3 separate regions of the Mus musculus genome follow, and all the other regions are linked to region 1. A link is a contact called in public Hi-C and HiChIP or PLAC-seq data. All regions are on one chromosome and are shown on one strand. Each heading gives the region's core, a stretch centred on a gene start, on an enhancer-like site or on the middle of the called end of the contact. The rest is flanking DNA. Distances are from core to core; before and after follow the strand shown.

Region 1 (3,973 bases), core at 445-2,944:
TTTCATATCAAACTGTTATTTACTCCATTAATTATTTTCAAATTAGCAAAAATAGGACACATTGAGAAGAATTCCATTTACACAATTTCTATGGGGGAAGGGAGGATAAATTAAAAACTACCATCAGTGTTATGTAGTTGCCAGAGCCTAAACAAACCCACGCTTATAAAGATAGGATTAAATACGCAAATAATAGGGCTGACTCTGACTCAAAATAAATGTGAATGGATCCTCCCCTCAAATTAAGTGAATGGACATAATACCAAGAACTTTTCAGATTGCCAGAACTACTTAGCTGAACAGCCGAAGACACCCATCAAGCTAAACTAACATCCTGTAACTGCCACACCATGAACTTGGACAATAAGCTATCTTAAAATCCTATCTGTTCTCTGCTAAGCCCAATTGTCACAACCACAATGCAACTTTCAAGCATACTTAATAAAAACAAATTCTCTGTCAAGCTGAGTAAAGTAAATGACAGGGGAACCCCAAACTAGATTCTCAGCAAAGAAACCAAGCTATCTGTCACAAGTTGCTGGAAACGGTATCAAACACTTTCCTAAACAGGCTGAAAACATAGATAATGCAGATGTAACTGGGGGGTGGGGGGTGGGGGGGGTTGCTGTTGCCACCCAGTCTTCAGTGGTATTCTCTTTAAAGTTAAGCTTTCCTCGCATAAACGTGGGAAACAAAACACTGCTCTTCTTTAAGCAACAGCTAGTCCTTTTGCTTATTCAAGGATGTGTTCTCTTGGCTTCAAATACTTCTATAGTCGCTTAATTAAAAACACAGATTAGAATGATTTAGAAGTAGCAACGATTCCTAATACTTCTCCCATGTCCCTTCCTAAAGGCAAAAACAAACTAGGGCAAAAAACTGCCAGGCCTCAAAACCCAGGTAGTCTACCTTACTTTGCCTCAAGTTTGAAAGTTAGAAATAAGCTACCAATGGACAGAGAAATACCGGGTTGTGGTTGGAAGGAAGAGTAAAGGGCAAAGGACTTCGCTAGCACAATTTCCGGGACAGTCAAAAGTGTGACCCTAGCACCCCCGTCTCTGCTTTTACCATCAGCAGGATCGCAAGGATAGCATATGCGTTAGGAAAGCGGGGCTTAGCCTGCCGGCCGCCACTATTCCTCGGGTCTCTTTAGGGAAGGAGATCACCGAGGGTTGAGATCGGAGAGCTCCACGGTCCCCCAGGGAGGTGCAGGAAGGCGCGACCTCAGGGCAGCAGCAGCCACCACGCTAACTGGACCTGTAGAGGCCGCTCGTGCCGCCGCCTCCCGGGGCAACGACGGACAGCAGGCCGCGCTGCCGGCACCTCAACAGCCGCGGCCCCACCGGCAGCAAAGCCCAGGCCGCTCCCACGCCTCCCGCCGCACCACCCACGGCGCGCGGCAAGGCAAAGTTTGGCTGTCGCCGTTAGGCCTGAACTTTCCCGCCCGTCGCGCAGGTCGCCGCCGCCGCCGTCCCCCGCATTGCCGGCCTGGAGGCCCAGCTCCGACACACCCGCGCGGTGCACTTACTCAGCTTGCTCCCGCAGGGACGGGGGCTCCGTGGCGGCCATCTTGAACTTCCCGACTCCTCCGCGATGCTGGCGGCGGCTCGGCGAACCGTGGACGCCAGTGGAAGCGGAGGAAGAAGGGACAGGCAGCCGCGCATGTGCGGAGCACGTAGAGAAAAGCGGCACTCGGGAGTCCGCGCTAAGAATCCGGATAGAAAAACTCGGCGTCCGGGGGCGGGGCGCGGAACGTAACTTCCGGGGCTAGGGGGCGGGCCGTGGGGAGAAGAAGGCCTGATTCACTTAGAGCGCTGGTTATGTGTGTAAGTGTGAGTGTGTAAGTGTGTAAGTGTAGGGACCTGCTGGAGACAGCAGCAAAGAAAGGGGTCGGGTGCATTGCTGAGAGCTGATTCTCCATGTGATCCAGTAGTGGGTGAAACCTGCTGTGTCTCTCCTTGTTGCTGATTGGCTAGCGGAGAGCTCGTAGACCTGGCCTAATTTAAACAGCCAGAATATCTGCCAGGTCCCCTTTTGACCTTCTGTTCTTTATGGTATGCTTTATATGGGAATTAAGTTTTCTGTTTCTGGGAGGAATACGTTGGAGATAATGGTGATACTGAAATAAGACCGATTTCCGATTTACAGACACCATTCTTCACAGAGTAAAATAAAGCACTTCTAAGCCCGGACACACAAAATAAATGTAATAAAAATGCTCTTGTCGGGCAGTGGTGGCGCACGCCTTTAATCCCAGCACTCGGGAGGTAGAGGCAGGCGGATCTGAGTTCGAGGCCAGCCTGGTCTACAGAGTGAGTTCCAGGACAGCCAGGGCTACACAGAGAAACCCTGTCTCGAAAAACCAAAAAATAAATAAATAAAAAATAAAATAAATAAAGCACTTCTAAAGGAGCTGGTGCTGGAAAACTTTTCCATGGAAGATTTTCTTTTTCACCCAAGTTCATTTCCACGCTATTACGAATTGGAGAGCGAAATCGATGCCTAAAGGCATCCCAAGCTGTTACTGTTAGCAGATATTGAAACATTAGCTTACTCGTGCAGGAAACGTTTACAAAGTGACAGACCAGACAATTACAATTCCTTGGGTTTTTTTTTTTTTTTTTTTTTTTTTCCTCTTCGGGGCCCTGGTAAAGGAACCGCCCGACCCATAGCCGCAGTTTCCGCGGATCAGGACGGAAGTGAGCTCTGCACAGCGGAACCAGCTTCCCGGAAGTCTTTTGGCCAGCCGGAGAGACGCATGCGTGCTGGTGGCCAGAAGAAAGCGTGGGCGTGTTCAAAGCTGCGGGCGGTGGTTGTGGCGTTAGAACTGCGGCGGGCAGCTATGGGGAGGCCCTCCCAGTTCCCTGCTCCAGCTCAGCTGGTCTCCGCCTCCCGATCTCAGCCCCGACCTCTCCTCTGCGGCAACGTCAGCACAGCGGCTTGCCAAGATTGCGTCTGAGCGTACCCCAAGATCCCTCAAGTAGAGGTCCGCCTTGTTCGGTGACACCGTGGAGACCACGGCGCCGGCAGACAATGCAAAAAGTTGAGGCTTTGGAGGCAAGCGTGTCTTTGTGAACGTTTCATCTTTTCCTACCATCTGTGGTTGCTTCAAGTATTATTCCAAACGAGCTGGGCATTCTTTAAATAATTGAAAAATATATTTGAAATATGTGTATTTCTGTGGAGAGCTACTAATCTCGTACACGGTTGCCATGGAACCCAGTGAGCTCTCAATAGGCTAATTGTAACAGACTACAAACAAATTACGAGCATCGTAAAACCCGTTGACTCTTGGAGTTTCCAGGTGTCTTTGAAGAGTGTAGAAGCCATTTGAGCAGCACTTAGGTTTAAAATTGGGATTTGGACCTTTAATGGGAAGACGCCAAACTGGTGTTAACACGCTTGAGGCATCATGCCTGTCTTAGTGTAATTTTTTTGTTGTTTTAAAATACTTCTGTGCATTTGTGAATTTGGACAAACTCAAAGTAAAGGAAAATCATCCCCCAAGTGGATAATTCCACGTTGAACCAGCCCGAACATGTTGGCTTATTTTTAGCCCTTTCCTATGTGAAATATTAAATTTCACACTTGTGTACACAGTGTCATCGCTTGCTCTTTTTCACATAGCAGTTTTTGCTTCATTCTGGTTTGCCAAGCATCTTCTAACTAGATTGTTGTCCTTGTTACTAGGTATCTAGATTGTATCAGCTTTGCAGCAGTATTAACTATAAAGAGAAACACCTAGAACAATGTTCTAAAAGTAAGGGCTGGCTGGTGAGGTGGCTCAAGTGGGAAAAGATGCCTGTCAAGAGACCTGAGGGCCCAGCAGTGGTGTGGCACACACCTTTAATCCCAGCGCTTGGGAGGCAGAGGCAGGCGGATTTCTGAGTTCGAGGCCAGCCTGGTCTACAGAGTGAGTTCCAGGACAGCCAGGGCTACGCAGAAAAACCCTGTCTCAAAAAACAAACAACAA
Region 2 (3,973 bases), core at 653-3,152, 1.1 Mb before region 1:
CACTGAGAACACTGCCAGAGCTTGCCGTGAATCTGCGCTGAGAGTGTATGGTTTAACATTTTACTCCTATCGCTCCACGCTCTGTCAATGCGTTGCTCAGCTAAGGATCCCCGGGGAGCCCTTGCTAGCTGGTCAACCTCTTTCCAAGTTCCGAAGTTCCCGGACTCAGAGCGGGTCTGTGGAGCACACATAGCGCAAGGTGTAGTTGGCCCCCTCGTTGTTGTCCCAGTATTCTCCCTGTTCGCAGCGGTAGCAGACGGCAAAATGAATAGCGACTCCCCACGCGCCAGCATCCTCCCCTTCTTTGGGCTGCAGACCCGGGGGCAGGCACAGCGAGAAGTGGAAACGCTCGGTGCCGGGCCCCTCCTCACTATCCTCAGCCTTTGATCCAGAGTCCCCTGACTGCAATGGAGGCAGGGGCTCCACTGACTCCGGGTCCAGCTCAGCAGGCACGTCCAGAAAGGTACGCCACTCCGTGAAAGTGTAGCGCACCGCCACTGCCCTGGGTCCGGGGCAACTGATCACTCGGCCAGAGCCGGTCACCTCGGCGCGGGGCGGCTGGGAGCACTGCACACGCTCCAGGCACACTCGCTGTCGCCGCAGACGCTCCTCCGCAGCGCGCAGCTCCGGGAGCTGGAAGTGGGGTCGGAGCCGGGCGCAGGGTACCAAGAGAGGATCAGGCATCGTTGCCACTGCCAGCAGCCCCCCGAGCTGCTGCAGGTCCTCGGCGCGCAGCGGGAAGCTGTGGAGACGGGAAAGTACGGCCGGGGGCACCTGAGGCTCCTCGGCCTCGCTGAAGTGCTTCACGCTGGCCAGGCTCAGTCCCAGGGAGTCGGCGAACTGCACGCGCTTCTTACACTTGGAGCAGCAGTCCCCAGCCGGCGCGCCACCCTCTGAGCTGGGCTGTCCCGCCTGCTGCCTCTGCTGCAGGAGCTTGGCCGCCTGCAGGATGGGGTCTGCGGGCAAAGAGAAGGAGCGCGCACGAGAGCGGCGATATTCCTGTAGCTCCTCCTGTTCCGGGAGAGCTGCCCCTTTCTGCGGCGACAGGGGCCGGTCCTGGAGCTGAGCATCAGGGATCGGGGTCTCAGAGGTGCCACTCTCCACGCAAAGGACCTCGGGGACCGACAGTTCCTCCGCGGATTGAGGGTCTCCGGAAGACGTAGAGCTGGACGCCTCGGATCTGTGTAGCTGTTCTCCCGAGGGATCCATGACAGTGTCCGATCCGGCCCCGGGTTTCGTCCTGCGGGAACCGCGGAGAGTCCTCTGGAAACTTTTATCTACTCCCGCAGCAGAAGGAGCGCATAGTGTCGGCTGGGCTTGCCTACCCTGGCAGAAAGCGGATTCGGCCTGGAACCTCCAGCTTTTAGCTGCTGCTGCCCGGGACCAAGAGGGAGGAGGATGCTGGCCTGCGGCTAGCTCCCAAGGGGAGGGCCAAGACAGGGAGGCGCGACAGCCAGAACACCTGAGAGCTACGTCCGTAGTGGAGACTAGGATTTCTGAAGGTCGTAGGCTAGCCGATAGCTTTGATCCACCCCGCGGCTGCTATGCGCGTCTGTATCCTCTGGGGTAGCTCTCAACTTTCAGAACTAGACAAAGTTTTCCAGCCTGTGAAGTTATTCTTCCGGAGGAGACGTCCTGGCTGTCACTGGCCTAGGGAATCCGCGATACAAGAATGTCATTAAGGCAAGCAATCGAGCGAAGTGCATCCCTTCCCTTTCATCCTGTATCCCCGAAACCGCTCGAGTCCCAGGTCGCATCTGTGTAGTTGTGCCCCTCAGTGGTTCTAAAAGCTGGAAGGCCGAAGCTACAGCTTCCACCTACTTACCTGGTGACCTTGCTGCTGCGCTTGAGCAGGGGACAGAGCAGGAACCCACCGGGAGCTCACTAGGCAGGCAGACAAGAGCACCCGGTGGCCATTGGCGCCTAGCACTAGAGCACGTCAAGGTCCTCCCGCCCCACCCCCACCCCCCTGTCCTCAAAGAAGAGGGCTGGCACCTCCCTCCATGGCTAAGCGCCTTCCTTCAGACTTGAAGGCATTCATTCCCCCCTCTCGCTTAGCCTGCGCCTGGCCTGCAACTGCCACCTCTCCTCCGCAAGGATCCCAGACCCTCTAAGGCTCAGTCAGGCCTTCTGGGGGTTGCCGGTCAAAACCCAATTGCCAGAAGACTAATGGAAGAACATCTCACTATATCCTGGCACTGGATACTTCCTTAAGTGTTGTATTGTGCCTTTGCCTTCCAGCTAACTTTGCCTTGATCAAGCTTCAACTGATAACTTCATCACCAAATGTCATGCCCACCTCCCATTCCCCCACCCCACCCCTCATATCTGATTCAGGGTGTCCCAGGCAGTTCTGAGAGAATTTCTAACAGGGAGATGCTGAGGACAGGCTCTGGGGACCACCGTTTAGGAGTGACTAACTGCCTCACCATGGCTGTGTGTATACTTACTTACACAAAAAAATTGGGGTTTTAGAAATATTGGTCCACAAATCAAGGAACAAAAAGCAAAGCTAATTTTCCCAGGCTTTTAAACTGGGCACGGTATAGCAGAATTTAAGGAGTCATCAATAGTTACTGATTTTAGTATCTATTGAGGACTCACAGGCTGCTCATCCCTCCCCAAGGCTGAGGGCCCCTCCCATGTGATCTTATGTGCACAAAACTTCATCACTCCAACTCAATGTAGCACACAAAGGATGGGAACATCTGTTCAGGTCCCAGAGCTGAGCTAAGGTCAGGTTTGACCCCAGGAAGTTGGAAAATTATTTTTATGGCCAAAGACCCTGAGCTAGAGAGGAATTTTTAGGAACAGGCCCCTCAGTCCCTTGGCTGGGACTTTCTAGTCATTAAGTGTCCAGTACAGTGTCCATATCTACATACTGAATCTGACAGTATGGGACTCCCAATCCAGATCTACCTAGAGTGCCCCCACCTCCAGCATCTACAAAATCTACAGCACAGGACACTTTTTTTTTAACGTGTAGATAGACATTGATATATTGTGATAATAAGTATAATGTTCACAAACTAGTTTGTTTCTTTGATTTTTTGAGACAGGGTTTTTCTGTGTATAGGGCTGGCTATCTTGGAATTCACTCTGTAGTCCATGCTGGCCTCAAACTCACAGAGATCTGCCTGCCTCTGCCTGAGATTAAAGGCGCACACCACCCCTGCCCAGCCTCAGACTAGTTTAAAAATGAACTAGGAACTTCAAAGAGATTTTGAGGTTGGAGTGAATTGTCTCCCTCACTTGGACAGATTCTCACACCCAGACAGTACCTTGTCTACTGCCAATGTTTTGATTCCCAGGTGAGTATCCAACAGTTCCATTCTGACACTGTTCTACCTGAAGATGGTGTCAGAGCCACAAGTTAAAGGCTGAAAAACTCACCATAAACCAGATGCAAATATGCAAATAAGGTGCTCAGGTTTCCACACTATTTGGTCAACTGGAAAATACAGATGTTCTGCTGAGGTGTGGCAGTTGGTAACTCACTAGAGTGGCTTACAGAATCGAAGAAACCCTTAATAACACATGGCTTATTGTGTAAGATACAACTAGGAAGAGCCAAACAGAAGAGGCACAAGGCAGAGTTCATGCATAAAGTGAAAATGTGCGACAATCCTTGCAAAAGTTTTGGAACTCAGGCTCCAGCCTCCCCTGTGAATGGAGGTTGGTGTCCATTCACTGGTTCTTTCTGGTAACCAGCTAATCTGGCTGCCAAGGTGTGGTGGTTTGAATAAGCTTGGCCCAGGGAGTGGCTCTCTTAGGAGGTGTGGCCATGTTGGAGGAAGTGTGTCACTGTGGGGTGGGTATTGAGACCCTCCTCCTAACCATGTGGGGGCCAATCTTCTAGCAGCCTTCAGATAAAGATATAGAACTCTCATCTCCTCCTGCACCATGCCTGCCTGGATGCTGCCATGCTCCTATTTTGATGATAATGAAATGACCCTCTGAACCTGTACACCAG
Region 3 (3,973 bases), core at 445-2,944, 1.1 Mb before region 1:
CTAATCTCCAGTAGATGGCCTCTCTGTGCTCCCTGCCACTACACACCACCAAGCCGCCATTCAAGCCAATGGCGGATTCACCAATTCACCTTGGGACCAGAGTTCACACTTAACCCCTGCCCCCTGCTCCAGGCTAGATCCAGCCTGAGGAAGGAGGGAGGCACTCCATTCTCAGCTCTTCCTCAGTGGCCAGCAGCATCCTGGTGTCTAAGAGCCTGGGGACCCCCAAGCCAGCTCCAGCTGTCTCGAGCCTCAGACTGTACTTTCCCACCGGGAGGCCCGTTGCCTCTCCCTACAGGGTGGGCCAAGTGCAGTCAAACTCCCCAAGTTCTGCTTCCTCAAGCAGCCATGCCCTGTGCGGGAGCAGGCAAGGGCCAACAACCCTACACTTGGTCATCTGGTTTTATCATATCAATAGAGAAATAACAGATACAGTAGGTACGCAGATAAGATTTAAAAAAAAAAAAGCCAATCAGAGAAGAGCTATCAAACCTGGTAGAGAAGGGGGAAGAACTCTGAGCCTGCCAAGTTTCTAAGTTTCATGATGAGGTCTCCTGGTCTCTGTTGCTGCAGTGGTAGAGAAACGGGGAAGTTCCTGTCTATTGCCAGTGGCTACTGAGAACTTTAAACCCTGCCCGCTGCTTCCCTCCTTCCCTGCTCAGCCAACGGGTTCCAGTTCCAGTTTCAGCTTCAGTGGCGGCTCTCTTAGCTCTGCTGCCACCTGGTTCTACCTCCTAAAGGTTCTACTGCCTCCCTATTGCCACAACAGAGCCTCAAGCTCTTCCCACATGAGCCTGTGCAGGACATTCCAGATGCACAGTGACAGCCGTCTTCCGCATTTTCAGAGCGTAACCAGCAGACGTTTAATCAACTGTCCACTTTGTGTTTTAGAACAATGAAGAGGAAGGTGAGCGGTAGAATAGAATTAGAAGTAAGTCTCAGAGACCTGCAAAAAAGTTTTCTACTTACAATATGAGGAAAAGAACCCACTCGGTGATATTAGCAATTTGGAAAGTTGCAGTTGGCCGCTCAGACAGCAGTGCCTCAGATGGTGCGCAAAGCAAATGAGTTTTTAAATCGTTGCAACAGAGTTGCTTCCTTTCTATTCTATGCCCTTGTCGTCTTCCCAGGCGTCTCCAAAAAAAAAAAAAAAAGGAAGAAGACTCGTGTGCAGATAACCAGCAATTGACCTCTTAATTATTGGATTATCGTTAAGCTTCCTGAGTGCTGCAGTGGATGATGGGATTTAGACCCACAGCCCTAGGTAATTCGGAGTTGGTGTCACAGAACACCAGTGAAGCCCCAGCCGAGGTCATTTGTGTTTTCCAGACGGGGGAAAGACCCCGCCCTCCTGCTTGCTCTGATTGACTTCCTTCAGCAGATCAGCCAGCCTCCACACCTGAGACATTCCTGTATCCCCGTGAAAACCCAAGACACAGGGAGGAGGAGAGGTTTGGGGGTGGGGCTCTCTCCCGCTACTCTGAGCATCAGGGAGGGCATGCTGCCTGCTGCAGGGCACTAATCAACTTCTGGAAATACAATTTGACACCTGCAGCGCATCTCCTGGGCAGTAGTGGCCTTGAGCATCAATCATGCTGCCTTGACCTCCAGGTCAAAGCCAACAGGTGAAGAGTCCAGCGTTTACAAGCCACAGAGAGACTGAGCGTAGGAATCCAACACAGCCTGTGCTGGCCAATGTTCATTCCCATTAACACCGCTTCACTAGAAACAGAACGTGAACTTGCATCTTTGTAGAGTGCAGGGTTCAGGGTGCAGCGGGGAAGATTGTGGAAGGGGAGGGGGGCAGGGACCAAGCTCATCCTCTTCCTTGCAAAGGAAGCACTTTACAGAGCCATCTTCCCAGTCCCATTTACAATGTTGCTGTTGGTTTGTTTCTTTCTTAAAATTGTTTTTATTTGCTGCGTTATCGTGGTATAGGTCACAGGACAACTTTTGGGAGTTGGCTCTCTCTTGTCATGGGTTCTGGGGATGACATTGGGTCATTAAGCGCGTACAATGAGTCCTGTTTATCTGCCATGCCATCTTGGCCAGCTCTGTTTTGACTCTTTAGATGAGGCTTCTCTGAGTAACCTGGCTGGTCTGAGACTCACTATGTACACAGGGCTGACCTTTTCAATTGTCCCTCTGCCTCCCAAGTTCAGGGACTTGTGTGTGCTATTCCTCCCAGCTTATGGATTTATATCATTGGGTGTCACCCAATTCTGCTTTTCTGCGTTTGTATTCCAAAATGGTTTGTAACCACCCTGGCCCCTGGAAGCAGCTGTCTCCTCCTCCCCCCTCCCCCTCCCCTCCTCCTCCCCCTCCCCCTCCTCCTTGTCTTCCAGTCTGCTCTCAAATGACACAGTATCATAATCTCAGATAGTAAATATGAGTAAGCGCCCCCAGTTAAGTGCTTCGAGTTCTGTGTCACAGGAAGATAAAACCTCAGCCAGATTCACCTGAAAGCCACCATGCCAGCACCATTCAAAGGTGGTACGACAGACAGGTGATATCTTGACAATGATGAGAGCACAGCTATGCAATGCATTTTCTGGGCAGCTTCCTCCTGACTTTGGAAGATTGGTTGTTGAATTCAGTCTCGGGATAATGCTTTTTGAATCAAATGAAATGAAAATATTTGTCATATTGGTCACTTTTAAAGATTGGAATAGATTTTTAGAAAGGCATGCTTACTTTCATTGTGACAATTTTCATATTTAAGAGGAATAACAATGTCAATTATTGTTCAAGGCTGGTGGATGGTTCTGTGGTTTACAGATAAATGAGCACAGAGCTCAAAGCTTTCACCCAGATGCTAATTTCCAGGGACCAGAAGAAATGAGGCTGCTGGTTTGTAAAAAATCTGCTGCCTGGCCTGGCATGGACTCTCCAGTAACTTGTTGTTTCCTCACTGTGACTCTGTACATAGTCAGAACATTTCTTTGCTTGAGACAGGCTCACTCTCTATGTATGCTGGATGGCCTGGAACATACTATGTAGACCAGGTTGGTCTCAAACTCACAAACATCCACCTGGCTCTGCCTCCTGAGTTTTGGGACCAAAGGCATAAGATACAGCACTAGCCATGACCTGTTTTTATTTTAATCTTAAATTCTTACTTACTTACTTACTTTTAAATTATATTTTATGTGTATGAATGCTGCACCACATGAGCACCTGGGGCCTGTAGAGATCAGATCCCCAGGGTCGAGAGTTACAGACAGCTGTGAGCTACCATGTGGGTGCTGGAAATCAAACCAGCTCATCTGGAAGAACAGCCAGTGCTCTGAAACACTCAACCATCTTTTCGGCCCTGACTTAATTTATTATTTTTTAATAAGGTGATTTGGAAGGTTTTAAATAGGCTTATTCCCTTTTTTAAGACTAACATCTGAAATACAACATTTAAAAATATTTTCAAGAAGTCTAGGCTCAGTGGGGATATGTCTATAAACCCCTGAGATTTCTGAGAAGCCTGACACAGTTTGTTTCTGCAGAAACAATTCAGAACTCCATCTGTTCCTCCCAGGTTTTGGAAAGTCCCACAAAAACGCCAGATTGATCCACCAGCCTCGATGGCTTGATTATACTAGCAAATCTGTTGTAATTACTGGTTACAAACCTCAACTGAAGGAGCTTAAATTTTTGTAGAATATGTTTAACATTAAAAAATTATGGAACACATTGTCCTCACCTTCTTGAAGTTAACAATGGGCCACCCTTGTCTACAAACCATCACAATCATAAGAGAATCGGAAACAGAGAAAAAGAATCCATGTGGAGATAAGTAAAAATCCAGTTTAAACTACCTGGAGGCTGAGGGTCTGGCGAAGCTGCTCAAAGTCTACTAGGTCCACTTTGTGTCCACATAGGTATGAGGTCAAGACCATCTTCCCCAGAGACCAGGGTAGCCTCCAAAAGTAAGACCAGACTTCCCAGGAGAACGGCACCAGATTGCTTGATGATAGAAAGA

What was found. A called contact is a pair of places that touch in the nucleus more often than the background predicts. HiChIP or PLAC-seq counts read pairs in DNA pulled down with a chosen protein or histone mark.
Region 2: an H3K4me3 HiChIP or PLAC-seq map of the SCID.adh cell line shows a contact between it and region 1, with 8 times the contacts expected there. The contact joins the promoter of Ppp1r3g here to the promoter of Prpf4b in region 1. A contact is called at or near these places in 1 of 39 promoter capture datasets (cranial neural crest), 9 of 115 datasets of contacts at active chromatin or transcription factors (the SCID.adh cell line, astrocytes, embryonic forebrain and 6 more) and 1 of 9 other capture datasets (embryonic stem cells).
Region 3: a contact with region 1 is called in a Hi-C map of rod photoreceptor, with 4 times the contacts expected there. The contact joins the enhancer-like site here to the promoter of Prpf4b in region 1. A contact is called at or near these places in 8 of 39 promoter capture datasets (the 3T3-L1 cell line, the SN4741 cell line, cranial neural crest and 4 more), 9 of 484 Hi-C or Micro-C datasets (the P5424 cell line, cerebellum, cortical neurons and 4 more) and 13 of 115 datasets of contacts at active chromatin or transcription factors (the SCID.adh cell line, bone marrow-derived macrophages, craniofacial prominence and 10 more).

What each region holds. Positions count from the first base shown.
Region 1 is chr13:34,873,250-34,877,222 of GRCm38.p6, reverse strand. It overlaps Prpf4b (pre-mRNA processing factor 4B), which reads right to left and starts at 1,694. Exons shown (of 15, transcript NM_013830.3): 1 at 1,529-1,694. The coding sequence starts at 1,569. Gm36839 (a long non-coding RNA gene) reads left to right here and starts at 1,983. Exons shown (of 2, transcript XR_382181.1): 1 at 1,983-2,054; 2 at 2,655-3,595.
Region 2 is chr13:35,965,835-35,969,807 of GRCm38.p6, reverse strand. It overlaps Ppp1r3g (protein phosphatase 1, regulatory subunit 3G), which reads right to left and starts at 1,902. Exons shown (of 2, transcript NM_029628.1): 1 at 1,826-1,902; 2 at 1-1,650. The coding sequence starts at 1,209. The coding sequence ends at 166.
Region 3 is chr13:35,937,737-35,941,709 of GRCm38.p6, reverse strand. No RefSeq gene overlaps it. Among named protein-coding and RNA genes, the nearest start is that of Gm30127, 24 kb to the left of the region's middle. Within about 2 kb of position 1,694, at least 16 of the 459 cell types and tissues checked have an H3K27ac peak or open chromatin away from gene starts, as enhancers often do. A contact at or near this core is called in rod photoreceptor, where this site is marked.